5 separate regions of the Sus scrofa genome follow, and all the other regions are linked to region 1. A link is a contact called in public Hi-C, HiChIP or PLAC-seq and promoter capture Hi-C data. All regions are on one chromosome and are shown on one strand. The core of a region is the stretch at or near the end of the contact, and the rest is flanking DNA. Distances in the headings are between cores, read along the strand shown.

Region 1 (5,973 bases), core at 1,453-3,952:
AGCCATCCAGTCTTTGGTATCCTGTTAGAGTAGCCAGAGAAAACTAATACAACATGAGATACGGATTTCATTTTTTTAAATATGGAAAAGCTTTTTTTTTTCTAGTTCCATTTACTGAATAGTCTCCTTTTCTCACTGATCTATCATGTTCCTCCTCTGCCATTTATCAAAGTTCATTTATTTCTAAGCTCTTTATTCTCTTCCACTGGTTAATATATTTTTGTGAGGACTAAACTTTCTTACTTGCTTTAGCTTCATTCTAAGTCGTGATAGCTGGTGGAGAAAGACCTCTCTTCCAATTCTACTTTGCTATTTTTGATCACTTACACTTTGATATAAAGTTTACAATCAGCTTGTCGAGTTTAACTGAAAATCACATTGGGATCTTACTAGTAATTATATTAAATCTAAAGAATTACAGAGAAATATTTTGTAATTAAAGATTTATCTTCATTGGAAAGTACATTTATTTCCCTTTTTTGGTCCAGGGGCAATAATTTTGATTCCGTCCACACGATGGCACTACAAACCAAAAAGTGAGATTTTCACAGTTGGCGAGAAGACCCCAGAATATATACACATGTTAATACTTCATTAAATGCTCAAATGTTTTACAGGATAGATATGAATTTCACATGGCCTGTTCAACAGGCTAGCAAAAGCTTAAATATATTTAGTAAAGAAGCTGATAACCAGTAGTATCTGATAACCAGAGAATGGAAATAACAATGAAAAATGTCATGACCATTCTTCACATTCCTTTTATCTTAGAAAGTTATAAAAAATACAGGTTAAAAAATTCATTATGCGCTGATAAAATAAAGGCGAGTTATAAATTTAATTCTGGAAATTTAGGTAGTATTTTCTAAACCAGCAAGCCTACTACAGGCTAGTAAATACGTCTGCATAAGCCTGGTGAGTAAAGGTCACCCTTGGGTTTATGAATAAAGAGAAGGATTAGGTAATTCTTCATTTCCACCTCCAAGTCCACCCCTTAGTCCTGCCCTGATAATCTTGGAGTAAAGTCCACTTTCACTTATGAGAAACATGCCCGGGCTTGCCCTGAGCTGTTCACAGAATCAAAAAGGAAGATTTTCCCTTTCTACTCAGTAATGGCAAGGAATGGCTTTTCTACATCAAGTTGGAAGTATTTTAGATAGAATGTCTTTGAAACCACGCATACCTAATTAACTTATACCATGCATAACTAAACTTAATGGTGGACTGCAGCCAACAACCCTTTTTTCTAACTATATTCCACGGGTAATTAATCTGGTATTCTAAACAGCAATGGAAATTAGTATCAAAAGACTGTTTACCATATTTTAAATTAAAAAGTCTATTGCTAATTAACATAAATTGGATGATCTACTAAATACATATATAGAAAGAATACTTAAATTTTCTAAACCCCGGATTCCTCATCTATAAAATGGGAATAACATTTCCTACTTAGAACTGATGAAGAATTTAAAGAAGGAGGGATTTAAAAATACTAAAACATGAGGACGTGCACAGTAAGGGCATTATTGTTATTAGAGCAAGAAAGAAAATAGTGTTCTTCCTTAGCAAATCTGAATCGTAAAATCTGGAATAGGATGCTAAACCATGTTTTGGCTCACTGGGCTATTCTCCCTCACGCTACCAATCCGCTACCAAACCTCTCCTCTTGGAAGGCTTAGGACTGACTCCCAGCACAGGAGCAGCCACGTGGCTCAATGCGCCATTTAAACGACGCATTCTGCATAACCCCTTCTGAATAACAATTGATAGACGATTTCCACTGTAAAACCATTAATTAGCACTAGGAGCGCTTTTATTACCACTTACTGTCAAAGAAAGCCCATATAGTCGTTAACCGCTGCCCACTCGGACCGCTAGCTGAGCTTCTAGAATATTCCAGGAGATGGCGCCTTTGCCTCTCAGTCTTTTGACAGCCTGAAGGCGAAACCTTCCGAAGGCACCGGCCTCCTCCAAGGTTAAGGGTCTGACCTCCGACAAAGACCTGCTCCAGGGTGATGGACAGAGGCCATACGGGCCTAAGTGGGACTGATTCGGCAATGGTTTGCCACATTCGGAAGCGGCGCGGAGCTCGGGACACTCTGCTCCGACAACCCCTGCTTTTCACTGGTGCGCCCCCGCCAAAGGTCCACTCTGGGTGAGACTGGCGGGGTAAAAGCGCGGGTGCAGCGGTAGCCCCAAGCCCTCCAGACGGCTAGGGGAGGCCTCACGTGCCTGTGCAGTGGACCCCGGGTACACTCACACCTTGACACCGGAGGCGCCAGGTGGTGGGGCTGTCAGGAAGGGCTGTGAAGGGGAGGGAATCTGCGATGACCTGAGCTCTGGCCGCTGGGCGGTGGAGGCAGGGCCCGGCGTCGGCCCTGGGGTTTCTACTTCAAACCCAGAAGCCAGAGCATTCCAAGAATGGGGTGGTGGTCCCAGGGACAGCCGCACGCCTGCGTCCACCACCACCACCACCACGTCACGGGAAGCTCTCCAAGCAGCCGGAGCCAGTGCCTGAGCGAACGCGTTCGCACGTCACCAGAGAACTGGAAGCCAGCGATCCGTCGCGACCTCTGGCTCGGACCAGCCCGCTGTGGCGGCCGGTGGGCGGGGCGTTGTCCGTGACGTCGCATCCCGTTTCGATTCTCCACCCCCTTCTCGGCCAGTATATAAGACTTTACCGGGCGTTCGCACTCTCACAAGTGTACCAGGGCGACGGGCGCGGGAGGTTGGAAGCGGCGGGGATTCGAGGGCAGAGGCCGGCTCGGTCGTGTGTCCGCGCCTCGGAGGTAGCAGCAGGCAGGGCAGAGCGACGAGGCGACCATGGAGCTCTTGCGGACTATCACCTACCAGCCGGCCGCCAGCACCAAGATGTGCGAGCAGGCTCTGGGCAAGGCTTGCGGCGGGGACTCGAAGAAGAAGCGGCCGCAGCCGCCCCCCGAGGAGCCGCAGCAGCCGCAGCCCCAGGCTCAAGTGCAGCCGGTGGCTCCGCACCACCATCACCACCACTCGCACTCGGGGGCGGAGATCTCTCGGATTATCGTCGATCCCACGACGGGGAAGCGCTACTGCCGCGGCAAAGTGCTGGGAAAGGTGACTTGCGGCGGGCGCCCGGCTGCCAGGCGGGAGGGAGGTCTGCCCCGGCGTCCTCGAGCAGGGCCGGACCCTGAGTCCCCGTGTCCGTCGCTTCTCGGTTACTGGGGGATCCAATCCCGGCGCGACGTGGGCTGCTCACCTGCCCAACTCTGGCTTTTGTGCGCCTGCAGCGCCGGGATCGGCTTCACATCCTTGGCCATGGCTCTGTCTGCCTCACGCAGCCTAAAGACGTTGATCTTGAAGCCAGAAGCGAGGGCTTTCTGCACCAGACCTAGAGAATTTTCTCTCTACCTGGCCCCCAGAGAATTTTCTTGACAAGTCTCCTCATACCTTTTTTCTCCTCTCCCCAGCCCCCACCCCCCACCCTCCCCACCGCCCGAAAGCACCTCTTTGTCAAGGGAAAAAAGGCAGTTTTAACTTACTGTTTTCAGGGATGCTTTTCCCTAACTGAAGGAGCTTTAAAAAAAAAAATAATAAAGTAGACTGCATCCCTCTGTCACCCTTTCTCTCCCATAATTTTGTGGGGTTTTTTTTCATTTATATGTTAAAAATATGTATTTGCCGTCCATGTTCCTGCCATACTCAGTTCCATCTCTGCTTTGTTTCCTTTCAGGGTGGCTTTGCAAAATGTTACGAGATGACAGATTTGACAAACAACAAAGTCTACGCTGCAAAAATTATTCCTCACAGCAGAGTAGCTAAACCTCATCAAAGGGAAAAGGTGTGTATGACTGTTGAGTAAAGTATTTTCTTTGTGTGCAGGGACAGCCCTTCCCTGTTAGGAAGATGTCTTCTGCATGTGTAAGCAACTGGGCTGAGGGAGGCTAATGAGACTGATATTGCTTTTTCTTTAGATCGACAAAGAAATAGAGCTTCACAGAATTCTCCATCATAAGCATGTAGTGCAGTTTTATCACTACTTTGAAGACAAAGAAAACATTTATATTCTCTTGGAATATTGCAGTAGAAGGGTAAGTGTTAACTCCTATTTGAGTACCTCCACTTCCCCCAGACTGACAGGGCATTCAAATTGCACTTTATCTGAGGATTTAATTGTGGAGCTAATTACTATATTGCAGCATCAACTATCGGCACTTACTCTGCACAAGGAGACCACTGATTTTGGTAACTTTTTTTGACAGAGTCTCTTTTTTCCTTCTCCTCTTCCCAGTCCATGGCTCATATCTTGAAAGCAAGGAAGGTATTGACAGAGCCAGAAGTCCGATACTACCTCAGGCAGATTGTGTCTGGACTAAAGTACCTTCATGAGCAAGAAATCTTGCACAGAGATCTCAAACTAGGTAAGCCTTTCACTCAGAACTCTGACTTTTTGTGTCGAGTGGTGTGCTCTCTCTCTCTCCTTTTTTATGTATTTTATGTTCTTAGTTGGGATCTAGCCAATGCAGTCTTGCTTCTAAATGAGCAAGGTACCTAGTTAAGCAACTGAATACCTGCCTCTCATGTGGATGTGTGAGAGCTTGGCTAGAATGTCTTTTCAAGGGGAGTCACACTTTGTTTTGTTTTTCATCTAGGGAATTTCTTTATTAATGAAGCCATGGAACTGAAAGTCGGGGACTTTGGTTTGGCTGCCAGGCTGGAGCCCTTAGAACACAGAAGGAGGTAAGAGTCAGAAAAATACATCCTACCAGGGTTTCGTGGAGATCAAATATGCCCTTTTTATTTTGCAATTACTACTTCGGAGGTCAGTTGATACTAAAATCTATAAACCCCTACAGTGTTAATTGAAGGAAGTACTCATTGCCACCATGGACCAGGCAGAGTACCTTATGCCTTTTAGTTGATTATGATGTGTATAAAAATGTCTTGCTGTACCTGGTCTCAGTTGGCTTAAAGTATTTTTGTCATGTGGCTGAAAAAAATTGTAAATGCAGAAAAAAAAAGTCACCAGTCACTTGGGCCAATGTCAATTGTTTGCATGCCAAAAATCAAGAGGCAAATGATTCCAAATAAAAATTCAAAATAGTGCTTTTAAGGTTTTATGCAGAGAACTAATTTTAAATAGTAGAATAGTTCCCAATGAAATTTTTATATTTTGTTTTTCCAGGACGATATGTGGTACCCCAAATTATCTTTCTCCTGAAGTCCTCAACAAACAGGGACATGGCTGTGAATCAGACATCTGGGCCTTAGGCTGTGTAATGTAAGTAAATGCACCAACATCACCAAAAAGCAAACTTGGATGTAGATTTTTAACACTCGAAAAGAGTTGCTTTTGATTATTTCTAAAGAAGTATTTCCTTGCACACAGGTACACAATGTTACTAGGAAGACCCCCATTTGAAACTACAAATCTGAAAGAAACTTACAGGTGCATAAGAGAAGCAAGGTATACAATGCCCTCATCCTTGTTGGCTCCTGCTAAGCACCTAATAGCTAGCATGTTGTCGAAAAATCCAGAGGACCGCCCCAGTTTGGATGACATCATTCGACATGAATTTTTTTTGCAGGTTGGTACTCTTTTTTTTTTTTTTTTTTTTTGGCATCTTTTTATTATATGCTCTTGATCGTAATTGCCCAGCAGGTTACTGAAAACATTTTCTTATACTTTACAGGGTTTCACACCAGACAGACTCTCTTCTAGCTGTTGTCATACAGTTCCCGATTTCCACTTGTCAAGCCCAGCTAAGAATTTCTTTAAGAAGGCAGCTGCTGCTCTTTTTGGTGGCAAAAAAGACAAAGCCAGATATATTGACACACATAGTGAGTTACAAGACTTTTCTACTCTTCTGTATTCAATACTAGTTGATAAGGTAGTTGAAAGAGGCCTTCATATTAACATAATCTGACCTGTATGTTTGCATACTATTGAACTTTTCATAGCATAATAAATCCACACTGCAAATCGTGGTTGAT
Region 2 (5,973 bases), core at 1,151-3,650, 980 kb after region 1:
GACACAGCTTGGATCCCGTGTTACTGTGGCTGTGGTGTAGACTGGCAGCTGTGGCTCTGATTCGACCCCTAGCCTGGGAACCTCCATATGCCTCAGATGCAGCCCTAAGAAGCACACACACACAAAAAAAAGACAGAGACTTACTGCATTTCCTTCTTGACTTCCAGTGGCTAGAGATACCTGGCACTTTAGAAAATGCCAACACACAACAACAACAACATCTGAATTTATTGAGTCCTTGAGTATTACATACACAGATTGCATGTGGGTCATAGCCCTGAGCTAGTTGGGGAGAAAGACCAAGATAAACTATAGTCTCTACCTTCAAGAGATTTATAATCTAGTCAAAGAATAAAGTAAACCAGAGATTCTCAAAGTGTGGTCTCCAAACTAGCAGCATCAGATGGAACCTCTGATAAATGCAAATTCTCAGGCTCCAGCCCAGACCCACTGAGCCAAAATTTTCAGGGGGGGAGGAGTAGGGATGGCAGTAATCTGTGTTAGAACACGCTCTCCTTGTTAGCACTTCCAACAGCTCAGAAGGGTAGCTGAGCAAAAGGTAGAATCTAGACCTCATCCAATGAATCACCCAATTCTTGGGAGTTGGTATCCTGAGAGCTGCACTCTAGAAACTGCAAAAAAAACTTGCTTTCACTTGCAGCCAGACTGCAAGTCATTTGGGTGCCCATAGAGTTGCAAGTCCTGGAATTAAATTAATAGGATCCTGGCTTGCACCTCTAGGCACCTCCAGGCACCTAGCAGAAGCAAAAGAAAACCCTCTCTCAGGAAAAATATCATTCTAGGCCTCAAATTATTTTTACAAATAATATATTCAAATACAGTGTCCAGCACACAATCAAAACCAGGCCTCAAGGATACAAGACAATAGGAACAACAACCAGCATAAATAACAACAGAAATGAACACACACGTGGTCCAGATAATGAAATTACCAGGCACAGACTCTAAAACTACTATAATTAACATGCTCAAAGAGAGAAAATAAAAGTTTCGTCAAGTAACCGGAAAGAGGAAAAGCGCTTTGCAGATTTAAAAGGAAACAAGTTGAAATTTAGGAACTTAAAATACAATAACCAGGAGTTCCTGTTGTGGCTCTGCAGGTTAAGAACTCGACATAGTCTCTGTGAGGATGCAGATTCAATCCATGGCCTCCCTCAGTGGGTTAAGGATCCAGCATTGCCACAAGTATATGTTGCACATGCAGATCAAAGCCAGTGTTGCCCTGGCTGTGGTGTAGGCTAGCTCCAATTCAACCCCTAGTCTAGGAACTTCCATATGCCGCAGGTGTGGCCATAAGAGAGAAAAAGAAAAAGAAAAAAAAATACAATATCCAAAATTAAAAGCAATATACTGGTTCATCAGCAGATTAGAGAAAGGTGAGTAAAGAATTAATGGACTAGAAGATATATCATAAGATACAAACAAAACAGTAAAGGAAATGGAACATAGAAAGAGTGGAGAAAGAAAAAACACAGTGAGAAAATCAAAGATAGGTTTAATTGGAGACCCAGAAAAAGAGGAATGGGAAGGGGACTAAAAGCAGATATGCTGCAGGGAACATCTATTCAGTCAGATGGAGTGAATGGCTCTATGGGCTCTTGAAACTGACCCTAAACCCTCCAACTAAGTGATAGATGTTGTCCTAGGAAGGGGGCACGGTGGAGTATAGAGGAACCAATCACATTTATCCATTTCAAATAGATACTTTTCAACCAATACAGTTTAAATGCTTCAATTATTTAAATCCTTCCCTCATGCCTGCTTTAAATAACAAATTCAACACCAGTGGTTGATTATCACACTATCCCAAAAGGAAACATTATAATTTGGAAGAAAGGCTCTGGAGAAGTCAATTTGAATGTGGGTTAGAAGTGCATACCTCTAAGGCATTTTAGGAGACTGTGTCTGAGGGCAAAGACAGAAGAGGGGCCAACAGCACAGTCTGACAACTAGGACTCAGGGCTGGACCCCAGTTAGAGAGAGCCTTTTGGTCAAAGCTGAAGGAACTGCTTTCAGGAAAGGCACAGCAGACTGGTCTGTACACATAGACAATGGATAACGCAGAGTTGGCAGCATGGCAGTCCCTAGTTCATCAAGGAACACGAACTTCAAGGAATGGAACAGTCAGTTACCAACTCAGGAACAGCAAACAAAGAGCCCAGGGCACATCCTTCAAAGGGCAGCCTGCAGTAGGAGCAGTGGCCATGGTGAAGCAACTGCCATCCTGCATTTGCAGTGGACACGCCACCCTGAGAATTGTGAATTAGTACCATTCACGTAGCAGGTAACGCTAGCAACACACAGGTGCAAGGCTTAGCAATCACCTCGGAAAAAAAGAGAGCATCATGAACTGGCTTGCTGTGGTTTATTTACTCTGGTGTATTTACTCTGATAGGTGTGCAGAGAGCCAAAGATCAATTGTTCACCTGACTTTCTTCCCAAGGATTGAACAGGACATTTCAACATAGAAATCCTGCACAGCCTTTATTTTGTGCTCAAGTCAAAACACTTCCTGTGAAAAGGCAACTTGTACACAAAACAGAAACCAGTGGAGAAACAGGATTCACAATGTAAATAGAAATTTCTCACCCAGTTTTGTTGTGTTGTTGTATTTGAGGGAAAATCCAGTGCAAACACGAGGCCAAGTTCTGATGGAATACAGTAAAAGGGTCATGTATAGAGTGTTTCTGCTATAGATTTCAGCTTTAGGCTGATGACCAGATAAGAACAACTCCATTGCTTAAAACATCTCACTAATATGTTCCCCCTTGGGAGTTCCCACCATGGTTCAGCGGTAAGGGACCCGACTAGTATCCATGAGGACACAGGCTTAATTCCTGGCCTCACTCAGTGGGTTAGGGGTCCGGCATTGCCACAAGCTGTGGTGTAGGTCGCAGACAAGGCTTGGATCTGGTATTGCTGGGGCTGTGGTGTAGACTGGCAGCTGTAGCTCCGATTCGACCCCTAGCCTGGGAATTCCCATATGCCATGGGTTCAGCCCTAAAAAAAAGAAGAAAAAAAAAATATGTTCTGCCTTTAGAACATATCAAAAGCTCAAATGTCACCAGAAATAAGATGATCTATACTAATTAAAAAGAATAGTGTTCTTAGTCTAAGAGAAAATTTTGGATTCCTAAGGAAAAGATACATGGATTAAATGAGTTTTTACTGTTTTTCAGTTTTGACCAAACAGTTTATTTTAGATCTAAACATCCCCCTGCTGTACTAGGAGCCTAAAAATTGTTGTATATTTTAACTGGAAAGAGAAACTCACTACAAATAAAGATAAACACATTGGCTCAATTGATTCTCATTTTCCAAGCAAAACTACAAACTGTAAAAAAAAAAAAAAAAAAAAAAAAAAAGCAAAGGCCTGAAATGTTGCCTCTTCAACCATTTCAACTCACCTAAGTGAGTCTGTGTGAGAAAAGGAACGTCTTGCTGTCTACTGAGGACATGAGGCAGGTGGCTCAAGGTTCTGCCCTTAACCCAGCTGGGCTCTTTTCCCAGGGACACTTAACAGCCTCCAATGTAAGGAGCTGGTTCTTGGTTGGGACTGATCATTTTGGGCTCACACTATGATAGTCATGTTCTGGTCTAAGAGGTCGATGTGTAATAACCCAATTTGTCTTCACAGCAACTCCACGGGGGACCACTGTCATTAGCCCTATTCTATCCACAGGTGAGGACACCATAGCACAGAGTGGGCTCCCTGCCACAGTCACTCAGTGGTCAGCCCGGGACCGCAGACTGCCAGCCAAGCCCCCAGCAGTGCTTCCCAGAGCGTGGGCCGCACCCCTGTCCCAGGTGGAGGACTGTTTGTTACTCTTCCCTTTCTGAGAGCAATGGAAAGGAAATCCTCTGAAACTTTTATAGAAATGTGCCACAGAGTAACACTGTAATTGTTAAAAATCGCATTATTTTTTTAAATGGACCTTGTGCTGGGTTTTTAATGTCACCTTTCACAAAGGTAAAAATTCCTTTTTACACAAGTATCAGTCTGTGATGGATTGGAATTTTTAAAAACCAGGTTCTTCACCACACAGAGTATAAGGAAGCTGATCCCAAAGCTCAGAGAGCCACAAGTTCAGCCCTGATGAGAACGACCTTGACTTCCCATCTGTGTTCAGCAGGATACACTGTTAGTGCCGGAGTTCACGTCCTGTGAAGGGGCCACCTGCCCACTGAGAAGACATGGGAGCTGGCGGAGTTTGGGGGCTGGGGTGTGCACAGATTCAAGGCTGGCCATCTCCTCAGTTCTCCTTGGTGATTCCAGAACTCTCCTGCTGCAGTAAGTATGTACCTTTAGGAAGAAATTGTGTTTCAGCATCTTGCAAGATCTGTGAAAATGTTAGTGCTAAAGTGACCCCGAATAAGGTCATCTAATGCCTCTCCTCTCCCTTGGGGATTAAAACTGAGGGACGGGGGTACCGTGTTCCGTAGGAACAAGAGTAGTTGCTGTGACACCAAGCCCTCTGCATCAGTCCCATCTGATCCCAAAATGCCTCTTCCCAATAAATGTGGTTTTATGTGTTCCCTCCTCTTTGTAAAACAGGATACAAAGGCACCAACCCCTCTCCTCCATCTAGAAAGGAAGAAAGGAGTGTGGAAAAGGACCCTCAATATCTGAAGCAAGGCAGGCTTACCTGGAAGCCCAGTTCAAGATCTGAAAGCCCCCTACCCCCACAGGAGCGGGGGGCAGCGCAGGGCACACTGGGGTCAGCACTTCCCACACTCACAGGCCTTGTTTTCTTGGAAAGCCTATCCCAAATAAACCAAGATGGAGCTCTTGTATCTGTAAAACCTAACATTTACAGAGAAAGTAAACAACTGTAATGGAGAAGGCTTCAGCTGACCGCAGGGTTCATTTTCCGGTGGATAAGATGCATGCGTGTGAAGGGAGCTTCAGAGAGGAGGGGTGAGGCTGAGTATATGAAGACGTGGGTTGTTATGGTTCATGGAAAGTGAAAGAGAAAACCCAGCATGGCCACTCACCATGGACAAACGAAAATCCACCCTAGTCAGTTGCTGCCCTTAAGAGACATAGCCTGAGAGGAAAAATCCCAACACTTCTGCTCAGTAGAATTCGCAACGGCAATAACAGCAATGTTATTATTAAGGTGTTACGGATTTTGAAAATTTACAAAGTCACATTATCTCACTTGACCCTAAATCCTAATCTTCATCCTCAGCAATAATCAGTAGAGTTTTTATAATCCCTTTGGAAAGCAGTAATTAGTAAAGATGAAGAAACTCAAGGTATTTTGTCACGATCACACTGAGAGTCAGTGACAGAGTAGCTTCTGGTATTAGAGCTTCATAGTCTCTCTCCAGAGCTTTTCATGCATCAGCTACTTGATTCAATGTCACTCATTTCTTGGTTCATGTGTCCTCAGGGGTTCATTTTGTCAGCTCTGTCAGGTCACTGAGACATAGAGCATACATAAATAATGACATTGGGAGTTCCCATTGTGGAAGCTAATCTGACTAGTATCCATGAGGATGAAGGTTTGATTCCAAGCCTTGCTCAGTAGATTAAGGATCTGGCATTGCCGGGAGCTGTGGTGTAGGTCACAGATGGGGCTCAGATCTGGTGTTGCTTGGGCTGTGGCCTGGGTCAGCGGATACAGCTCTGATTCGACCCCTAGCCTGGGAACCTCCATATGCCAGAGGTGTGACCCTAAAAAAAGACCAAAAAAAGTGCAAAGGATGAATGAAATATGACCAAAAAAAAATAACGATACTAATGTAATCTAACCAAGTTATATTGCTATACCAAGTGAAACACTGTGTGTGTGTGTGTGTGTGTGTGTGTGTGTGTGTGTGTGTGTGTGTGTTTGACATAGTCAGTATAATTGTCCTGGCCATTTTTTACTGGATCTGAATTCCAAACAGTCTCATAAAGACCTTTTACATCACCACATTTTTACTAAGCTTTTGGCAAATAAATAA
Region 3 (5,973 bases), core at 1,219-3,718, 950 kb after region 1:
GAGACGGGTGGGCAATGGAATCGGGGTGAAAGAGAATATCCAACACTGAGGGTTCACCAGAAAGTTTTAGCTTAAAGTTAGGGATTTTGTATTTGCCCTATGACACTTTTATGATCAAGGTAGATATTTCATATCTCCTAGAATAAAATTATTACAAACAGGAAGGACCTGAGATTTTGAATTTGACTGCGCATTTGTCTGAGTGTCAGATTAGATCCAAATTTGTGTTCTTAGAAAAAAAAATCTTTTTTTTTTTTTTTTTGTCTCTTTAGGGCCACACCAGTAGCATATGGAGGTTCCCAGGCTAGGGGTCGAATCAGCGCTATAGCCACTGGTCTACTCCACAGCCACTGCAATGCTAGATCTGAGCCACATCTGTAAACTACACCACAGCTCGAAGCTACACCAGATCATTAACCCAAACGAGCGAGGCCGGGGATCAAACCTACAACCTTAAGGATGCTAGTCAGATTCGTTTCCACTGAGCCACGATGGGAACTCCTTAGAAAAAAATCTTAACTCTACCTCCAGCTACTCCATTTATATATGACTGACATAGGGAGATGGGTAGATAGATATAGACAAACACAAACTAAACTTGCCTTGTCCCACAGGCAATTCCAAGTGACTTGGATGGAAAAAAGAAAGGATGGAGTGAGATGAGTTTAGTGGCTCCACAGAAGTCAGCTTTCTTTTAATTGAAGTATAGTTGATTTATAATGCTGTGTTAATTTCAGGTGTACAGCAAAGTGATTCAGTTATACATACATACATTCTTTTTCAGACCCTTTTCCATTATAGGTATTACAAGATACTGAATATGGTTCCCTGTGCTATACAGTAGGTCCTTTTTGTTTGTTTTGTACTTAGTAGTTTGTATCTGTTAATCCTCAAATCCTAATTTATTCCACCCTCCCCATCCTTTCACCTTTGGTAACCTTAAGTTTGTTTTCCACGTCTATAAGTCTATTTCTTTTTGTAAACAAAGCCATTTGTATCATTTTTTAGATTCCACATATAAGCAATATCATGTGATATTTGTCTTTCTCTGTCTGACTTACTTCACTCAGTATGATCATCTCTAGGTCCATCCAAGTTGCTGCAAATGGCACTATTTCATTCTTTTTTATGGCTGAGTAGTATTCCATTGTATATATGTACCACATCTTCATCCTTTCATCTGTCGATGGACATTTAAATTCCTTTCATGTCTTGACTATCATAAATAGCACTGCTATGAACATGTATCCAAAAGCCAGCTTTGCATGTAGAGTAATAACAAGAATAGATAATGTGCTTAAACTTGCTGAGTGCTAGACTCTAAGTGATTTATACTCCTCTCACCACCCTCTGAAGTATATTAATTATTTCCATTTTGAAGAGGTTGAAAAACAACTGACATAAACTTCTTAATAATAAATTGGATTATATTACTTCCCTGCCTAAAATGCCTTCTTCTACACTTCGAAGAGAACCCAAAACCTCATCAGAGCCTCCACAAAAGCAGGGTGTGATGAGCCCTCTGCCTGGTGCCCAGCTCTGGTCCAGGCTCAGATATCACACACTCCAGCCATGCCAGGCTTCCTTCACCTCCTCTCAAGTTCCAAGTTCTCTCTCCTCCAGGCCTTGTGTGTGCTATTCTTGCTGCCTGGAATCAGAAGGCCCTTATCCCACGTTTGGAGGAAAAGAGTCTTCTCATCTTTTATCAGCTCAACTGTCACCTCCTTGGAGACCCCTCTCCCAGCCCCAACCTCACCTACACGCACTGAAGTAGATTTACCCACCAGTATTACCCCTGCCTTTCTTCCCCTCTCTCTTGGGCCCTTGTTTATTTCATTCTTAGTTTTCATGGTGTGTGTGCGTGTGCGTGTGTGTGTGTGTGTCTCCCACCAGGACAAGAGTCCTCTGACTTGGTCTCCTTCCCTACCTCCTTCACCATCACTCTCTCAGCCCTGTGTTTTCTTTATAGTCTTTATTATAATTCGCTATTCTTCTGTTTTCCTTTATCTGTTCTTAGACCGTCTTCTCTACTAAAATCAAAGTTCCTCTGTTCATCACTCTATCCTCAGAACCCAAAGCTCTAATTGGCAAGAAGTAGATGATGGAATTTGTCCAAGGACTTGGAGCCAGCAAATGGGCAGGACTCACACCCAGACAGTCTTTGTCCAGAGCCCTTCCTCTCCCCCCTCCCCAATTCAGGACTGCCTCTAAGGTGGTCCCCCCTTCCAGTGACAAGAAGATCACAAACACTGTGTGCAGTCTGCCTCTGGAGACGGGGAAAGAGCAAACATTCACACTTGTATCACTAGTGTTCCCACCCAGGTTGGCTGAACTGATGGAAAAGGCACATGCCACTGGGCCGAAAAAAAGGAAAACTGCACCTTATCTCCAGTCCCAGCCATTCTAGGCTTCATGGAAACTAGTTCTGTCTCTCCATTAGCAGGAGACACCACTCCTGTTGGCATTCAGAAGCCAGCGACAGAGGCAGCATCATCACACTGAGGCATCAGCTTTGGACTTGCACCAGCTTTCCTCCCTCCCCCACGTTATTCATTCTTTCAGTTGCATCAGAAAAAGAAACAGGATGTACAAAGCCACAAACAGCATCACGTCTTTCTCCAGGGGAATGTATCACCACTCCTTTGTATAATTTCCTGAAGCTTTTATATATTTCCTTCCTCTGGTGCTGTTCTCTGCTTCTCTTGGCCTTTCTAATTCCTCCGCTACTTTCTTTCTGCCAGAGAATTTATTCAGCGTGAGCACGTGTGCACGTGTCTTTCAAAGCAGAACACTGGCTGGATTCCCAGCAAAGGAGGAAACAGCCTTTGTGGCCCAACTCATTCAATAAGCTTCAATTATTCATGGGATATTTATTAGGTGGGAAGAAAGCAATGGTTCTACCATTTATTAGTCCACAATCTATCAAAGGAGTAAATTAACTTCTTGTCACCACAGAAGTCACTGTATCCTCAAACACAGGAGTGGCTAATGACCAAAGATTGGAAAATATTTTACAAAAGGGTCACACATCACTTAAGCCACATGGTACAAACAGAAGTAGGGTTGAGGAGGGCAGTGAGAGATGCCAAGCAGAGAAGTGGCAGACGGCACCTAGCCCCCAAACTCTCATTATCCTAAGAGCTTCAACCAGACGTCTATGAACCTTGAGCCCCACAGTTGACTGTCTTATATTCTATCAGATTCTCAGGTGCAGCCACAAGAGGAGACACAAGAGATGCTCAGGAAAACAAAATGTGTTATATTCATAGGCCCTAAAGACAGAAGGGATGATGCAGCACACAGGAGCACATGGAAAAACACCAGCATGACTAGGAGGGAGCACTTAGGCATAGCTGTTACTGAGGTGTCCTTGGGAAAGGCAAGGCTTAGGATCCGCCAGTTTGAAGTTTTTCTGCAGGCTTGTTACTACAGGGTAGTCCCTAGTGGCCTGGCTCTGCTTATCAAGGGCATGCTCTCAGCTGAGTCCTTGCTATCACTAAGAACTGGCAGTCTCTCCTTAGCCACAAAGATCTTTTAAAATGTCAAAACATCATAATATACAGAAAAATTTTAAATATATTCACTACATCAACCTTCCAGTAAAGCAGAACCCAGCACCACCCAGATCCAAACACTGGCAGGGACACAGGTCAGGGGAATATCCATGCAGACAGGACCAGATGCTCTCATGTCCAGGAAGTGGCACTTTAGAAACAGAAGCTGGGGAGCTCATGGTCCAGAATCGGCCTGTTCCTCAATCTAGCTAAGTCAGACCAGCTGAGATAGCTCTTAGCACAGCTCCTCAAAGGTGAGAAAAATGAGCTCCCAGGGCTATGGGGCTCTTTTCTCCTTGGAGGCTAAATGGGCCCATTTCCCAGTAAACAGAGCCTAGGGCTAATGGGTCCATTGGAGAAGCAACTGGTGAGGGCTCCTTCATTCATGAGCTCTTCAGTCTCAGGACAGCATAGCAGCCAGTTTAGGAGTCATGGATGGGAAAGAATATTTGTTTGTTTGTTTGTTTGCTTGTTTGGTTCTTTATTATAGTTGACTTAAACGATGTTCTGTCAATTTCTGCTGTACAATAAAGTGACCCAGTCATACGTATATATATACATTCTTTGTCTCACATTATCCTCCATCATGCTCCATCACAAGTGACTAGATATAGTTCCCAGTGCTACACAGCAGGATCTCATTGCTTATCCACTCCAAACGCAGTCGTTTGCATCCACTAACCCCAAACTCCCGGTCCATCCCACTCCCTCCCCCTCCGCCTTGGCAACCCCAAACCTGTTTCTATGTCCATGAGTTTGTTCCTATTCTGTAGATAGGTTCATTTGTGCCATACGTTAAATTCTAGATATAAGTGATATCATACGGTAGTTGTCTTTCTCTGACTTACTTCACTTAGTATGAGAGGCTCTAGGCCCATCCATGTTGCTGCAAATGGCATTATTTTGTTCTTTTTATGGCTGAACAGTTTCCACTGTGCATATATACCACATCTTCTTAATCCATTCATCTGTCAATGGACATTTAGGTTGTTTCTACGTCTTGGCTATTGTGAATAGTGCTGCAGTGAGCATAGGGGTGCATGTATCTTTTTCAGTGAAAGTTTTGTCTGGATATATGCCTAGGAGTGGGATTGCTGGATGATATGGTAGTTCTATTTTTAGTTTTCTGAGGTACCCCCATACTGTTTTCCTTAGTGGTTGTACCATGAAAGAATGTTTTAGAAGAATGTGTATTCATGTGTGTGGGTGCATATACACATATAGAATGTATACATGTGTGTGTGTGTGTGTATATATATATATATATATACATATATATGTATGTATAACTAAGTCACTTTACTGTACAGCAGAAATTGGCACATTTAAGTCAATTATACTTTAATAATAAAAAAAGTAAGCTTCATTAAGCACACAGATACAGTGAGCAGATGGGTGGTTGGCAGAGGCAGGGTAGGGCTGAGTCAAAGAGAGGAAGAGGATCAAAAGGTACAAACTTCCAGTTATAAAATAAGTCATGGGAATGCGACTATAGCATGGCAACCATAGTTAATCATACTGCACTGCATATTTGAGAGTTGCTGAGAGTGGATCTTAAAAGTTCTCATTGAATGAAAACAAAATACTCTATGGTGACAGATATTAACTAGATTTATTGTGGTGACCTTTTCACAATATACACAAAGATCAAATCATTGTGTTATACACCTGAAGCTAATGTTATGTCGTGTCGATTATACTGCAATAAAAAATAAATAAATAAAATGTAGGTTTTATTTCTTTTCAGGCAAGGTGAGACAACAGATCAGGAGATGATGGCCTTTGAGAAGTGGTCTGGTGTTCTCAGAGACTCCAGAAGGATGGGAGGCCTGGCCACAGGGACGGGGAGGGGCACACAGGGAAGCACCAGGGTGAATCATGAGATAGATGGCAGTGGAAAAATGTAGGCAAGAGCCTTGAATGTGGTTTCTACAGGAAGCAACGAGAGAGGTAGAGTAAGCAGACTTGGGGCTGGCTAGTCTCAAAGATTTCAGTAGGCTGGGGGTTGCCCTTACTTGTCTGGTACCTGGCCCTGAGACGATTAGAACAAGCAGATAGTGGCCTGGGACTGAAAAACTCCATAAAGGAGGCAGCTGGGGTATGGGCTCTGGATTTACTGGTTTGCATATAAAAGGCACCCTAGCAGGCTTGTCATTTAGGATCTCTAGGAATCGGCCAACCTGAGAGAGGCCAACAAGGCCCAGTACCTCCAGTGTCAACAAGGCCTCAGATTTCAAAGCATCGAATGGCCATCATCAAAAAGTCTACAAATAGTAAATGCTGGAGAGGGTGTGGAAAAAAGGGAACCCCCCACACACACACACACACACACCCTGCTGGTAGGAATGGAAATCAGTACAACCACTATGGAAAACAGTACAAAGGTTCCTGCTGTACAGCCCTGGGAATTATATCTGGT
Region 4 (5,973 bases), core at 1,480-3,979, 800 kb after region 1:
AGAGCTGCTCTCAGCCTGAGCAGTGCCAAGGTACCAAAGCTGACCCATCCCAGAGGGAGGCAGCACTGCTCAAAAGGGCAACTTTAGCTTGAAGTCCCCCCATCAGCCTGCCTGAAACTTTCTTGGAGCTGTACTGCAGTTAGAGACCCTTCCTACCCAATCTTCTGACTTATCTAACACCCAGCCTGGATACATGTCCTCTGCGAAGACTTCTTTAATCTACACTTACAAGTATGTGCTTAGTCCCTCTGATGGGACAGTTTCTGACATCCTCTATCCTGATGTCTTTCTTAGTCAACACTAAGCTTTAACCTATTTTTTTGCATACAGTTTGTGCTCAGAAGTGTTAGTTGAAATAAATAAGAGTTATTTAATCTGCAAAGGCTAAAACGTGAGGACATAACTACCTTCAAATATCTGAAGCATGTCACCAGATAATCACATCTCAGACACTCTCAATGAGTATTTTTGGATGATATGAAGGAAAAAACGGTGGGGATGAGGCTTCATTTAAAAAAAATTAAAGGATCAAATATAACTAATTACTACCTTTCTCCAAAATGAAATTACTGTGGCCTGAAAGTGTATTTATTCCATAAAGCACAGCAACAATATGGTTCTGTTCTGACCTGGCAGTCAGGTCTCAGAAGACAGATAAATAACAGAGCTGATTTTTACTGGTTATTTGGAGCAATGGTACATAAGGACAGCACTTTTGTTTCTGGAAACAATCTTAGGAACATGGTTTTAAAGTATCATTTCTCCCCTGATAGCATTAATCATAGAACATAAATTCCAATTTCAGTTCTCTTCTCTGTGATGCTAATCCTGGGCCCACCATGGACCATTCCTTAAACTTAAATTCATAACATAAGAAGCAACTGAAATCAATCTTAATCCTCTGCTCAAAGTTTCTAAGAATATGTAATAACTTGATTATGTGAAATATTTTCTCAGATGAACTATTTTCTTGCTTTGGGGAGAGGTATTCACCTCTGCTTGATTCCTGATTAGATGGAGTTCTTGTGAAATTTCTTTACTCTCACCAGTAACAACCTTTTTCCTACATAACTCAATGTGTTTCCTACTTCTATGCAAATTTAAGCTCAACTGTGAAAAATTCCTGCAGCATCTATGTCATATTATAACATCTGAATTACAAACAAAACATCATGTTGAAATGCAAAGTATCTGCTCTACACTCCACAGTCACTGCAGTCATCCTTCATAACCCTATCTTTGTGTATTTTTTGTTTTTGTTTTTGTTTTTTGGCCCCACCCACTGTGTGTGGAAATTCACGCACCAGGGATCCAACTCTTGCCACAGGAGTGATCTGAGCCATAGCAGTGATAAGGCCAACATCAGATCCTTAACCTGCTAGGCCACTGTGTAAGTCCTGTGTGGTTGTTTTATATTTATAGAGTGATTGAAAGTCTTAGAGAAGAGAAATATTGTAACTCTCCAAAATGAGATAGGAAATGAAACGTAAGAGCCTATAAAACCATACGTGAACTATGACCCATCCTATTTCTTCTACAGCAATATTAAAATCATCATTTTGAGGAGGTGAGGACGTAGAGTGACGATAAAACTAAAATAAAATCAGACTATGCAGGAGGCTGAATGATGCGCCCTCCCCCCGAAATATCCAGGTCCTAATCTCTGGAACTATGATTGTTTCCTAATTAGGAAAAAGGACTTTGCAGATGTGATTAAACTAAAGTTCTTAAAGACATTTTCCTGCATTATCTGGATGGCCCTAAATATAATCAAAGGGACCATCTAAGAGGGAAGCAGAGGAAGAGTTGACAGAGACAAAAGAGAGAAGGTGATGCAATGACAAAGTAAAGACAAATTTGAAGATGCTACATTGATGATCTTGAAGATGGAAGAAGGGACCACGAGCCAGATAAATACGAGGCATGAAACTCTCCAAGCTGGAAAAGGCAAAGAAACAGATTCTTCCCCAGAGTCTCCAAGGTAGTGCGGCCCAGTCAACCCTCAGATTTAGTCCTGTGAAACTGATTTTGGACTTCTGACCTCCAGAACTGAAAGTGAATAAATATGTGTTGTTTTAAGCCATGAAGTCTGCAGTAATTTATTACAGGAGCCATAGAAAACTAATACAAATAAAACTACCAACTCTTGGCAGTATCTATAACATTGATAATAGTGAATATTTATCCAGACTTACTATGTACCAGGCTCTGTGTAAAAAGGCTTATATGTATTAGTGCTTTTGAACCTCACATAGTATCTATGAGAGAATTAGTATTTAGGTCCCCAATTTATAGGTATGAAAACTATGTCACACAATTAGCAGCACAGCATAGAGCTGGAATGTGAAGCAAAGCAGCCCACAGTCCAATTTGTTCACCTGACTTTCATCCTTTAATGTCTAGTATTCATGTCTCTTGTATTTTGATATGTTTGGAGGGTGAGGGGCTGTGGTGGGCCACCCAAGAACCACATGTCTATTACCATTGTATCATTCACTTCAAAGGATTATTTCAAACATTTCCTTCTTAGTTGGAAAAACTGAGTCATAATGAGATTAAGTGTTTAAAAAAAAAAAAAAAAAAGCAAAGAGGGAGTTCTCTTGCGGTGCAGTGAATTAAGGATCCAGTGTTGTCATTACATTGGCTTGGGTCACAGCTATGACTTAGGTTCAATCCCTGGCCCAGAAACTTCCCCATGCTGCTGGTGCAATCAAAGAGAGAGAGAGATTAAGGGTGTTCAGCAAGCCTGTGGCAGGACCTGGAACAGAGCTACTGCTGAATGACTGGCTCTGCTTGAGCAATTATACCACACTCAATGTGCTTTCAACTCTTGGAAGCATAGTCATACCTTTTATCTCCCAACAATTCTGCAATGTGAGTCAAACAAGCATTATGATTTCATTTTAAAGATGAAAAACTGAAATGCAAAGTAAAGCAAAGTTCATACATTCTTTCTGCTGGTTTGTACAATAGTAAGAAAAGGGTTCAAGTCTCCTGTATTCAGCCCTGAACTCTCTACTCAACCTCACTTAACTGTCTCATAAATGGTCCAGCACCATTTTCTTTTCATCTTTTTTTAATTCAAGTATTGTTGATGTACATTGTTGTTTTAATTTCTGTTGTACAGCAAAGTGATTCAGTGATATACTCTTTTTTCAGTTATCCTTTTCCATTATGATTTATCATAGGACACTGAATATAGTTCTCTGTACATACATAGGATTGTGTTGATTATTACCCCATGTATTATAGCTTACATCTGCTAACCCCAAACTCCCAATCCATCCCTCCCCCAAAGCCCTCCCTCTTGGCAACCACAAGTTTGTTGTCTATGTCTGTGTGTCTGTTTCTGTTTTGTAGATAGGTTCATTTGTACCATATTTTAGATTCCACACATAAGTGATACCATATGGTATTTGTCTTTCTCTTTCTGACTTACTTCACTTAGTATGATAATCTCTAGTTGCATCCATGTTGCAAATTTCATTATTTCATTCTTTTTTATAGCTGAGTAATATTTCACTCTATATATCAATCATATCTTCTGTATCCATTCATCTGCTGATTGACATTTACGTTGTTTCCATTTCTTGGCTATTGCAAATAGTGCTGCTATAAATATAGGGTGTATGATATGTATCTTTTTGAATTTTAGTTTTGTCTGGATATATACCAGAAGTGGGATTGCTGGATCAAATGGTAGGTCTATCCTTAGTTCTCTAAAAACTGCCATACTGTTTTCCATAGTGGCTGTACAAACTTATATTCCTACCAACAGTGTAGGAAGTTTCCCTTTTCCTCATGTCCTCTCCAGCATTTGTTATTTATGGGCTTTTTAATGATAGCCATTCTGACTGGTGTGAGGTGATAACTCACTGTAGTTTTGATTTGCATTTCTCTAATAATTAGTGATGTTGAGTATCGTTTCATGTGTATACTGGCCATCATATGTCTTTTGTGGAGAAATGTTTGTTTAGGTCTTCTGCCCAGTTTTTGATTAGGTTGTTTGTTTTTTTGTTGTTGAGTTGTGAGTTGTTTGTATATTGTGGATATTAAGCCTTTGTTGGTTCCATTATTTGCAACTATTTTCTCCCATTCCATAGGTTGTCTTTTCGTTTTTGTCTTTTTTTTTTTTTTTTTTTTTTTTGGTTTCCTTTGCTGTGCAAAAGCTTGTGTGTTTGATTAGATCCCATTTGTTTATTTTTTGTTTTTATTTCTATTGCCTTGTGAGACTGACATAAGAAAACATTTGTACAGTTTATGTCAGAGAATGTTTTGCCTATGTTCTCTTCTAGGAGTTTTATGATTTCTTGTCTTGTGTTTAAGTCTTTAAGCCATTTTGAATTTATTTATATGCATGGTATGAGGGTGTGATCTAATTTCACTGATTTGCATGTAGCTACCCAACTTACACAAAACCACACGCTGAAGAAACTGTCTTTTTCCTATTGTATATTCTTGCCTCCCTTGTTGAAGATTAATTGACTGTAGGTGTGTAAGTTTATTCTGGGCACTCTAATCTGTTCCATTGGTCCATATGTCTATTTTGTGCCAATACCACATTGTTTTGATTACTGTAGCTTTGTGGTATTATCTGGGAGTGTTATGCCTTCTGCTTCTTCCCCCTCACCCCTTAAGGATTCCTTTGGCAATTCTTGGCCTTTTGTGGATCCCTATGAATTTTAGGATTATTTACTCTACTTCTATGAAAAATGTCATGGGTAATTTGATAGGGATTGCATTAAGTCTATAGATTGCTTTGGGTAGTATGGCCATTTTAACAACACTAATTCTTCCAATCCAAGAGCATAGGATATATTTCCATTTATTTAAATAATCTTCAGTTTCCTTTATTAATGTTTTTATTATTATTAATATTTTATAGTTTGCAACATATAAGTTTTTCACCTCCTTGGTGAGGTTTATTCCTAAGTGTTTTATTTGGGGGGGGGGAGTCCTATTTTAAAAGGTATTATTGTTTTACATTCCCTTTGTCCAGCACTATTTTCTGGGCTATCCTGTAAATCACTTCAGAAACAAGACTCCCACTGGAATGCATTCGATCTAGTCCTGTGATATCCAATGTGGTAGCCTGCAGCCAGCAGCTGCATAAGACTATTGAGCATTTGAAATGTGTCTAGTTAAGGTAGTTCCCTGGTGGCTCAGTGGGTTATGGATCCAGAATTGTCACTGCTGTGGCTGAGGTTACTGCTGAGGTGTGGGTTTGATCTCTAGCCTGGGAACTTCTGCATGCCATGGGTATGGCCAAAAATTTTTTAAACATAAAAATGAAATGTGGCTAGTCAAAATTGAGATGCATTATAAGTATAAAATGCAATTGAATTTTGAAGACTTAGTATGCAAAAGAGAATGTAAAATACCTTACTAATATTTTTATTTTGGTTGTATATTAAAATAATACTTTGGATATAATGGGTTAAATAGAACATATTTTTAAAATTAATTTAACCTATTTCTTTTTACCCTCCTGCTACTTGAAAATGTAAAATTAAATATATGGCCCATGTTTCACAGCTTTACATTTTATCACAATCAGTGCAGAAAAAAGGCCTTTGCCAGCATCCATAGGACAACCTCAATTTTAACATTTCCAGAGGCAGAAAGGTACTCAAGAAGCAGCCAATTCCATTTTTGAAAAGCTCTAAAAGAAAGTTATTTTCTTTCTTTTAGAAAGAAATGAAAACTATAGATAAGGTAAGAGAAATGTCTTAAAAAGCATGTATCCTTGGGTGATAATGGGTCAACACAGGTTCATCAGTTATAACAAATGTGCCACTCTGATGCAGGATATTGACAATGGAGTAGGCTATTTGTATGTGCTCATGTGGGGGCAGAGAATATATGGGAAATCTCCACACCCTTTACTAAATTTTGCTATGAATCTAAAATTTTTATGAAAACGTATCTATTTTTTTAATTACAATTAAAAGAAAAGAAGAAAACAGGTTGTGA
Region 5 (5,973 bases), core at 1,911-4,410, 520 kb after region 1:
AGAGTCAAGAGAAAAGAGGCAGAAAAAAATTTGAAAAAATAATGGTGTTTAAAAGTCTATACATTTTATATAAATATTTCTGTTACTGATTTCTAATTTAATTATATTGTGGTTAGAGAGCATACTCTGGGTGACTTAACCTTTTGTATTTATTGAGACATATTATGGCTTACCCAGAATAGGTCTTTCTTGGGTAAATATTGTCTGAAAGAATATGTGTTCTGTTTTTGGGGGGGTATAGTGTTCTATAAATGTCAATTAGGTCAAGTTTATACTTAGTGGTTTTGAGTTATCTATATTTATTTGTATATTACATGATCATCTTTGTAAAAAAAAAAAAAAAAATCCAGCAGAACCTACAAGGAAGCTACTAGAACTAACAAGTGAATTTAGGATGTTTGAATGATACAAGATCAATATGAAAAAAATCAACCATATTTCTATACACTAGCAAGGAAAAATAGGACATTTAAACTAAACAATACTATCTACAATAATATCAAAAATAGAAAATACTTAAAGATAAATTGGACTAAAGATATATGAGACCTAAACACTGAAAATTGCAAAACACTGCAGAGAGATTGTACAAGACCTAAATAAATGAAGAGATCCTATTCATAAGTTAAAGTACTCAATGTTGTTAAAATGTTAATTTTCAAATATCTATAGGTTCAATGAAATCTTATCAGGTATTTAAGTAGAAATCAGTAAATAGATTCTATAATTCACATGAAAATGCCATATGGAAATTCCAAAGAATCTAGAATAGCCAAACCAACTTTGAAAAAGAACAAAGTTAGAAGACTAAAACTGCCTTATTATAAAGTTACAGTAAAAAAAAAAAAAAGTGTGGCATTGACATAGAAATGGCCCAGTAGATTAATGGAGCAGAACAGGGGGTCTAGAAATGTTTTTTCATATATACCTGGACAAATGATTTTGGACCAAGTTGTAAAAGCAGTTCTGTGGAGAATGAACAGTCTTTTCAACAAATAATGCTTGCACAATTGGATATCCATATGCAAAAAACAAACTTTGATAAATATCTTTTCATTATATAAAAAATAATTCAAAATGGATCACTGATATAATTTTAAAACCTAAACTATGCAACTTCTAGAATAAAAAAGGAGAAAATCTTTATAACCTTTGGTTAATCAAAGATTTGTTAGATATAATACCAAAAACAAAAATCATAAAAGAAAAAAATAATTTGGGCCTCTTCAAAGTTTAAAACTGCTACTTTATGAAATATCCTGACATGAGATTGAAAAGAAACAAGCCATAGACTAGGAGGCAATATTTGCAAATCACATATATGATAACATATTTTGCATCTAGAAAAGCCCCTACATTATCCAGTTAAGAACATGGTTTTTGGAGTTGTGCTGCTTAAATGTCATTATTACCACCTGCTGTATAACTCCTTATAGCTTTTTTTAATCTTCTAAATGCTTCTGTTTTGTTATTGTTGTCTCTATAGTTAGTAGGTTTCTAATAGTACAATTGCATTCATTTTGAGGAGCAGAGCTATAAACTGGATATAAATCAAGAAGAAGTTTAAAATGGAAGTAACAGAAGTCTATGTCACTTCTGGAGTCAATTTGAGAGAAATATTAGATTGCTTTGGAAAAGGTGCATTTCCATATGTCACTGCCTGATTTTTAGCATGGCTCAGAATTTCAGCATGAAGCACTCTGAGGCTCAGAAGTGAAGACTGCCTCATACCCTTCTGTACTGGAAGGGAATCCTCACCCTTATTCCCAAGCTGTTCTTCACAAATCTCTCTTATTTCTAATGGGTTAGACCTAATACATCTCTGAAAAGTAGAAATGGAAACATTTTCAGGAACAGGGAATTTGTGAATCTCTTGTTTATCTTGGAAAACTGGTATTGCAATTTCCAAACAAATACAGCATAGCCCTGGCTCTCTTTGGGATCATTCCACACTATGCTCTTAAAAGCATTTACAACAGTTTGGAGACGAGATGGTGAGCTTTATAGCTCAGACATGCAAAGGAAGCACTCTCCTTCTGCATATAAAATGTCTAGACTTAGAAGGATGGTCTTAGTCGTAACAGCAGCCTGGGTCTGCTAAGGTTTTCTTCAACAGGGACTGTCCTTTGGTGACACAAAAATCTCAAACCAAGCCTAGCAGTGTAAATGGCAATCCAACCATGTACTTTTTGCTCAGATCTGACAGGTATTCATTTAAAATTTCAGGCTATCATTTCTCATTTATCCATCAGATCGATAAACATATATTAAGCACCTACTAAATGCAAGGCATGATTATACACAATGCCACCACTCAAGGAGCTCAGGATCTATGGCAGTGATTCCTAAGGGTAGGGCCTTTTCTGTCTAATGGGGGTTTATCTTAATCTGAAGGTGTTTAAAGATGAGAGAGAGAAAAAAACTTGTGATGGAAATCAATGCTCCTAGTTTAGATCCTAGATCCCCAGAGAATGTTAGTAGATCTTCCAGATGGAAAGTTAAGGCTTACTCTGCTCTGCTCATTCTTTATTTGAGAAACACTCAAGATACTGAAGACAGGGAAAAGGCAGTGCCAGGCCTCTGAAAATGTACATGTGGAAGAGACCCTGCAGAGCCTTCTCACCTCCTATGCATAAACAGGCACAGAAGCCCTGTCCAGCCTCCCCTTATTTGGGTGTGAGGACTCAAGTCAGCACTGTAGTGTCTCTGGTATTTGGGACTGGCAGCAATGGCCAGGGAAACCCCACAGAGGTTTCACAGTTGCATGACTCATTTGCCTCAGAATGCATTGCTAACCATGAGGTCAACTTCAGAGCAGGCCCCAGCAGTCAGCTCTAGTACCAACAGTGGGACATGCATTCTTCCAAGATAAGAGATAATCTTTCTAATCAAACAGTAAAAGAGAAGTACGCCTGGGGAAAATTTAACGGACTTTTACCACAAATTTATGAATAGAACCAACTCACCAGGCAAGCTTGTACTGACTTTAGGAGTTTGACTGAAAATAAACATATTGTTTTTTCTGCTAAGGATATAAATACATTTATAGAAACATAGCAAATAAATGCCATAAAAGAAAGTGAATGAGCTTATGTAGGAACTTTGATTTTCTCTTGAAATATCTAACCTGATATTTTCTCTGCCATTCCAGCAGTTGAAATGTCCTCTGATCAGCTTCATGAGCTTTACCAGGGCCACTGTTAAGATCTGCCCTTCAGGCATTTCATCCTCTTAATTCTTCTGAATCATCACAAGAAATGTTCAATGCTGCTTAGGGGTCAATTCAATTTTATTGACTACTGGATGACTCTCCTTATGAAAAATCAAGACAGAATTTGACAAAAGACTAGACTAGGAGGACTCTTGAGTTTTTTTTTCTGATTCGTTTTTGAGATAGTTCTTTAATCAACAAGTTATAACTTTGGACAACCAAGATACAAAAAAGTTTTTTGATAGAATATTTTCAAAAAAAAAAAAAAAGAGGAGCAAAAATAACATGTTTCCTGAGTTGCCAGGTTGGGGGTGACAGGCTAGTGAACACTAGGACGGCAACCTTAAAAAAAAGAATGGCAATGGCCTCTATTACGGAAAGTTTACCTTCCCTAACCCCGCCCTGTTGGTAAAGGCTCTTCTTGCCTCTTAGCTGCATTACCAAGTAAGGACACAGAAAATTGCTGACTCTTTGCTACACCCACTACAAGACAGATTTCATGTAGGCAGAGATTTTGATTGTTTTCTTCACAACCATACACTCCGTATCAGGAACAATGCATATTACACAGGGTATACACAATACATATTTGTGAGTGCAATGAATGGATGAAGTGGCCATTTTTATCTGCATAGGGATATTGTGATTCAATCTGCCAAAGAAGCTTAATTTCTGTGTAAATAATGCCTCTTTAGAATCTGAAGGACTCACAGATCTCAGCTGCTTTGATGCAGGATTTCTCTGACAATTTAACTGTTTCTTTTTGGCCAAGGAGATGGAAGATTATTATTACCAAGTTTGGTGTGGGAAGTAGTGAAGGCCAAGCAATAAGCACTGCCTCAGAATTTTAGATTGAATTTAGCAGGTCATCAAAGATGGTGAGGCAGGAGCAAAATGCCGAGGTCTTCAGCAAATCTAAGCTAGGAGAATCAGCAAGAGTCAAAATTGAGTCAGGATGGAGGTTGAAAGGTGAAGCTGGGTAACATCATTATTGAAGTCCCAGGTCATAGGGGTTCAGAATGAGAGGCCTTCTGGTTGCTTCTTTCCTGATAGAAGGAGAAGAGAGGAGAAGCCAGCCACTAAAGATAGGGAGAGGAAATAGGGATCTGGGTAAAGTAATGACCTGCTAGAGTTGATATAAAGGAACTCTGTGATTATAAATTGACACTTTATTTTTCATGGTGATTGAGGCTTAGGAAAAAAAAAAAAAACAAAAAACAAAAAACCAGCCATGCATAAATTTCAGGTTTTCCTTTAGAAATAAATTGCCTTTGAAATAATGTACTCCACCAAAGTAAATAATTTTATGGGCTAAAATAAACATTAAACACACACATGAAACATCTAAATTCTTTAAAATCACTGTATCCTTCTTTTTGAATTTATGTTTATTACTAAGAGTGATCACTAAAACCACGATAAACTTGGAGGCAGAAGTCTCCAGCTGTTGAATAATCACTATGGGGACTTATGACTAAAAGTTCCCGGTACATTATTTAAGCTGCCAGATCATTCACTCCCTGTATGAAATCTTTTCTCTTCTTTGGATCAAGCAAGACCTCTATGCAACTGTGTTTAATTTTTTTGTTTCTCAGTTCACTGACCAGCTCTCAAATCTTCTTTTGAAAACTTTGAGGCAGTAAATAAAAGAAAAGAGGAATAGATGAGAACTGTGTAGACTCTGCTGTATATATATGTGGTAATTCTAGTAGTTAGGGAATACCTTTTCAATTTAAAAAATAAATAAATAAAACTATGAAATAGCCTAAATCAAAACATTGCCCCCTCTCCCCCCACTATGAGAGCCTTTTCAAACTAGATATTTTCAGTATCTAGTTACTTGTCAGTAACCATTTCTTAGTTGGTCACTCTTAGTAGTAGTATTTCTGCTCTAGGCTAGGTAGCTAGAAATATATCTCCAAGCACATGACTAGTAAGTTGGACACTAAAAAAGGCAGCAAATTTAACAGGAAATCATTTCATCCAGATTAATTACCTTTTCTCAATTCTTACAAATAATATAGACCTCCTGACTGTTTTCAAAAATTAGAACAATTAGCCATGCAGTTAACCTATTGCCTTTTCTGACCAAGAATAGCTAACATAATACTTTTCAAAAATTCATTCTCTTATTTTTATTTTTTATTCCTCTAAAAAGTTATATTCAAACAATACTTTTCTTAAAGATATGATATCAATTTCCTCTCCATTCTTAACCTATAATATTTCAAAATATTTCTGAGTTAATCTTTGACCTTCATCATGGAGTGAGAAAAACAATCAAAAAATAGTGTTAGTTCTTAAGAGATGGAAAACTGACATTTTCTTCTTATCTTCTGAGCAATTGAACACAATATGCAATAGTTTAAAAGCCTTCTTTTCCACACAGCAGGCTCCAAACTAATATTTCTAATATATATATATATTATATTTCAACAGAAAACAAAATCACTCATAAAAGCATTTTTCAAAACTCTATTCTCTCACAGCCAATGCTTTGTTTTTCTACTCAGGGAAATGACAACTGCTCAGTTTTCTCAAGATTCCTCTGGCTTCTGCCAGTACACTGATTTCACTTAATGATGGGCATGTAGGAAAAAATGTTTGGTTCATATTATGAATGTAAAACCACATAGAGCTTTATAAAAAAAAAATCATTTAAGTGAGCCTACAGCCAGAAAGAAGACACTGATCAAATGTTCAATTGTGAACAAAAGCACCTAAGGATAAGAATTCCTTCTAAAGACCTCTAACAAATATGC

The links. Promoter capture Hi-C pulls out the DNA fragments that hold promoters and counts their contacts. A called contact is a pair of places that touch in the nucleus more often than the background predicts. HiChIP or PLAC-seq counts read pairs in DNA pulled down with a chosen protein or histone mark.
Region 2: a promoter capture Hi-C map of fetal liver shows a contact between it and region 1, with 10 times the contacts expected there. The contact joins the enhancer-like site here to the promoter of PLK2 in region 1. A contact is called at or near these places in 5 of 5 promoter capture datasets (fetal liver, fetal skeletal muscle, liver and 1 more), 31 of 47 Hi-C or Micro-C datasets (adipocytes, adipose tissue, alveolar macrophages and 16 more) and 2 of 2 datasets of contacts at active chromatin or transcription factors (alveolar macrophages and skeletal muscle).
Region 3: a contact with region 1 is called in an H3K27ac HiChIP or PLAC-seq map of alveolar macrophages. The contact joins the enhancer-like site here to the promoter of PLK2 in region 1. A contact is called at or near these places in 2 of 5 promoter capture datasets (fetal skeletal muscle and liver), 3 of 47 Hi-C or Micro-C datasets (adipocytes, embryonic fibroblasts and fibroblasts) and 2 of 2 datasets of contacts at active chromatin or transcription factors (alveolar macrophages and skeletal muscle).
Region 4: an H3K27ac HiChIP or PLAC-seq map of alveolar macrophages shows a contact between it and region 1. The contact joins the enhancer-like site here to the promoter of PLK2 in region 1. A contact is called at or near these places in 1 of 5 promoter capture datasets (fetal skeletal muscle), 4 of 47 Hi-C or Micro-C datasets (adipose tissue, embryonic fibroblasts, liver and 1 more) and 2 of 2 datasets of contacts at active chromatin or transcription factors (alveolar macrophages and skeletal muscle).
Region 5: a Hi-C map of embryonic fibroblasts shows a contact between it and region 1, with 2.9 times the contacts expected there. The contact joins the enhancer-like site here to the promoter of PLK2 in region 1. A contact is called at or near these places in 2 of 5 promoter capture datasets (fetal liver and fetal skeletal muscle), 2 of 47 Hi-C or Micro-C datasets (embryonic fibroblasts and fibroblasts) and 1 of 2 datasets of contacts at active chromatin or transcription factors (alveolar macrophages).

Annotation. Positions count from the first base shown.
Region 1 is chr16:37,301,843-37,307,815 of Sscrofa11.1, reverse strand. It overlaps PLK2 (serine/threonine-protein kinase PLK2), which reads left to right and starts at 2,702. Exons shown (of 14, transcript XM_003133981.5): 1 at 2,702-3,096; 2 at 3,713-3,820; 3 at 3,954-4,070; 4 at 4,271-4,400; 5 at 4,632-4,719; 6 at 5,165-5,260; 7 at 5,369-5,567; 8 at 5,673-5,820. The coding sequence starts at 2,827.
Region 2 is chr16:36,324,803-36,330,775 of Sscrofa11.1, reverse strand. No RefSeq gene overlaps it. Among named protein-coding and RNA genes, the nearest start is that of GPBP1, 110 kb to the right of the region's middle. Within about 2 kb of position 2,400, at least 6 of the 83 cell types and tissues checked have an H3K27ac peak or open chromatin away from gene starts, as enhancers often do. A contact at or near this core is called in fetal liver and liver, where this site is marked.
Region 3 is chr16:36,351,331-36,357,303 of Sscrofa11.1, reverse strand. All of the region lies in intron 2 of LOC110257269 (a long non-coding RNA gene), which reads right to left. Among named protein-coding and RNA genes, the nearest start is that of ACTBL2, 120 kb to the left of the region's middle. Within about 2 kb of position 2,468, at least 9 of the 83 cell types and tissues checked have an H3K27ac peak or open chromatin away from gene starts, as enhancers often do. A contact at or near this core is called in alveolar macrophages and embryonic fibroblasts, where this site is marked.
Region 4 is chr16:36,502,662-36,508,634 of Sscrofa11.1, reverse strand. No RefSeq gene overlaps it. Among named protein-coding and RNA genes, the nearest start is that of ACTBL2, 34 kb to the right of the region's middle. Within about 2 kb of position 2,729, at least 1 of the 83 cell types and tissues checked has an H3K27ac peak or open chromatin away from gene starts, as enhancers often do. A contact at or near this core is called in alveolar macrophages, where this site is marked.
Region 5 is chr16:36,778,233-36,784,205 of Sscrofa11.1, reverse strand. No RefSeq gene overlaps it. Among named protein-coding and RNA genes, the nearest start is that of MIR9799, 42 kb to the right of the region's middle. Within about 2 kb of position 3,160, at least 16 of the 83 cell types and tissues checked have an H3K27ac peak or open chromatin away from gene starts, as enhancers often do. A contact at or near this core is called in embryonic fibroblasts, where this site is marked.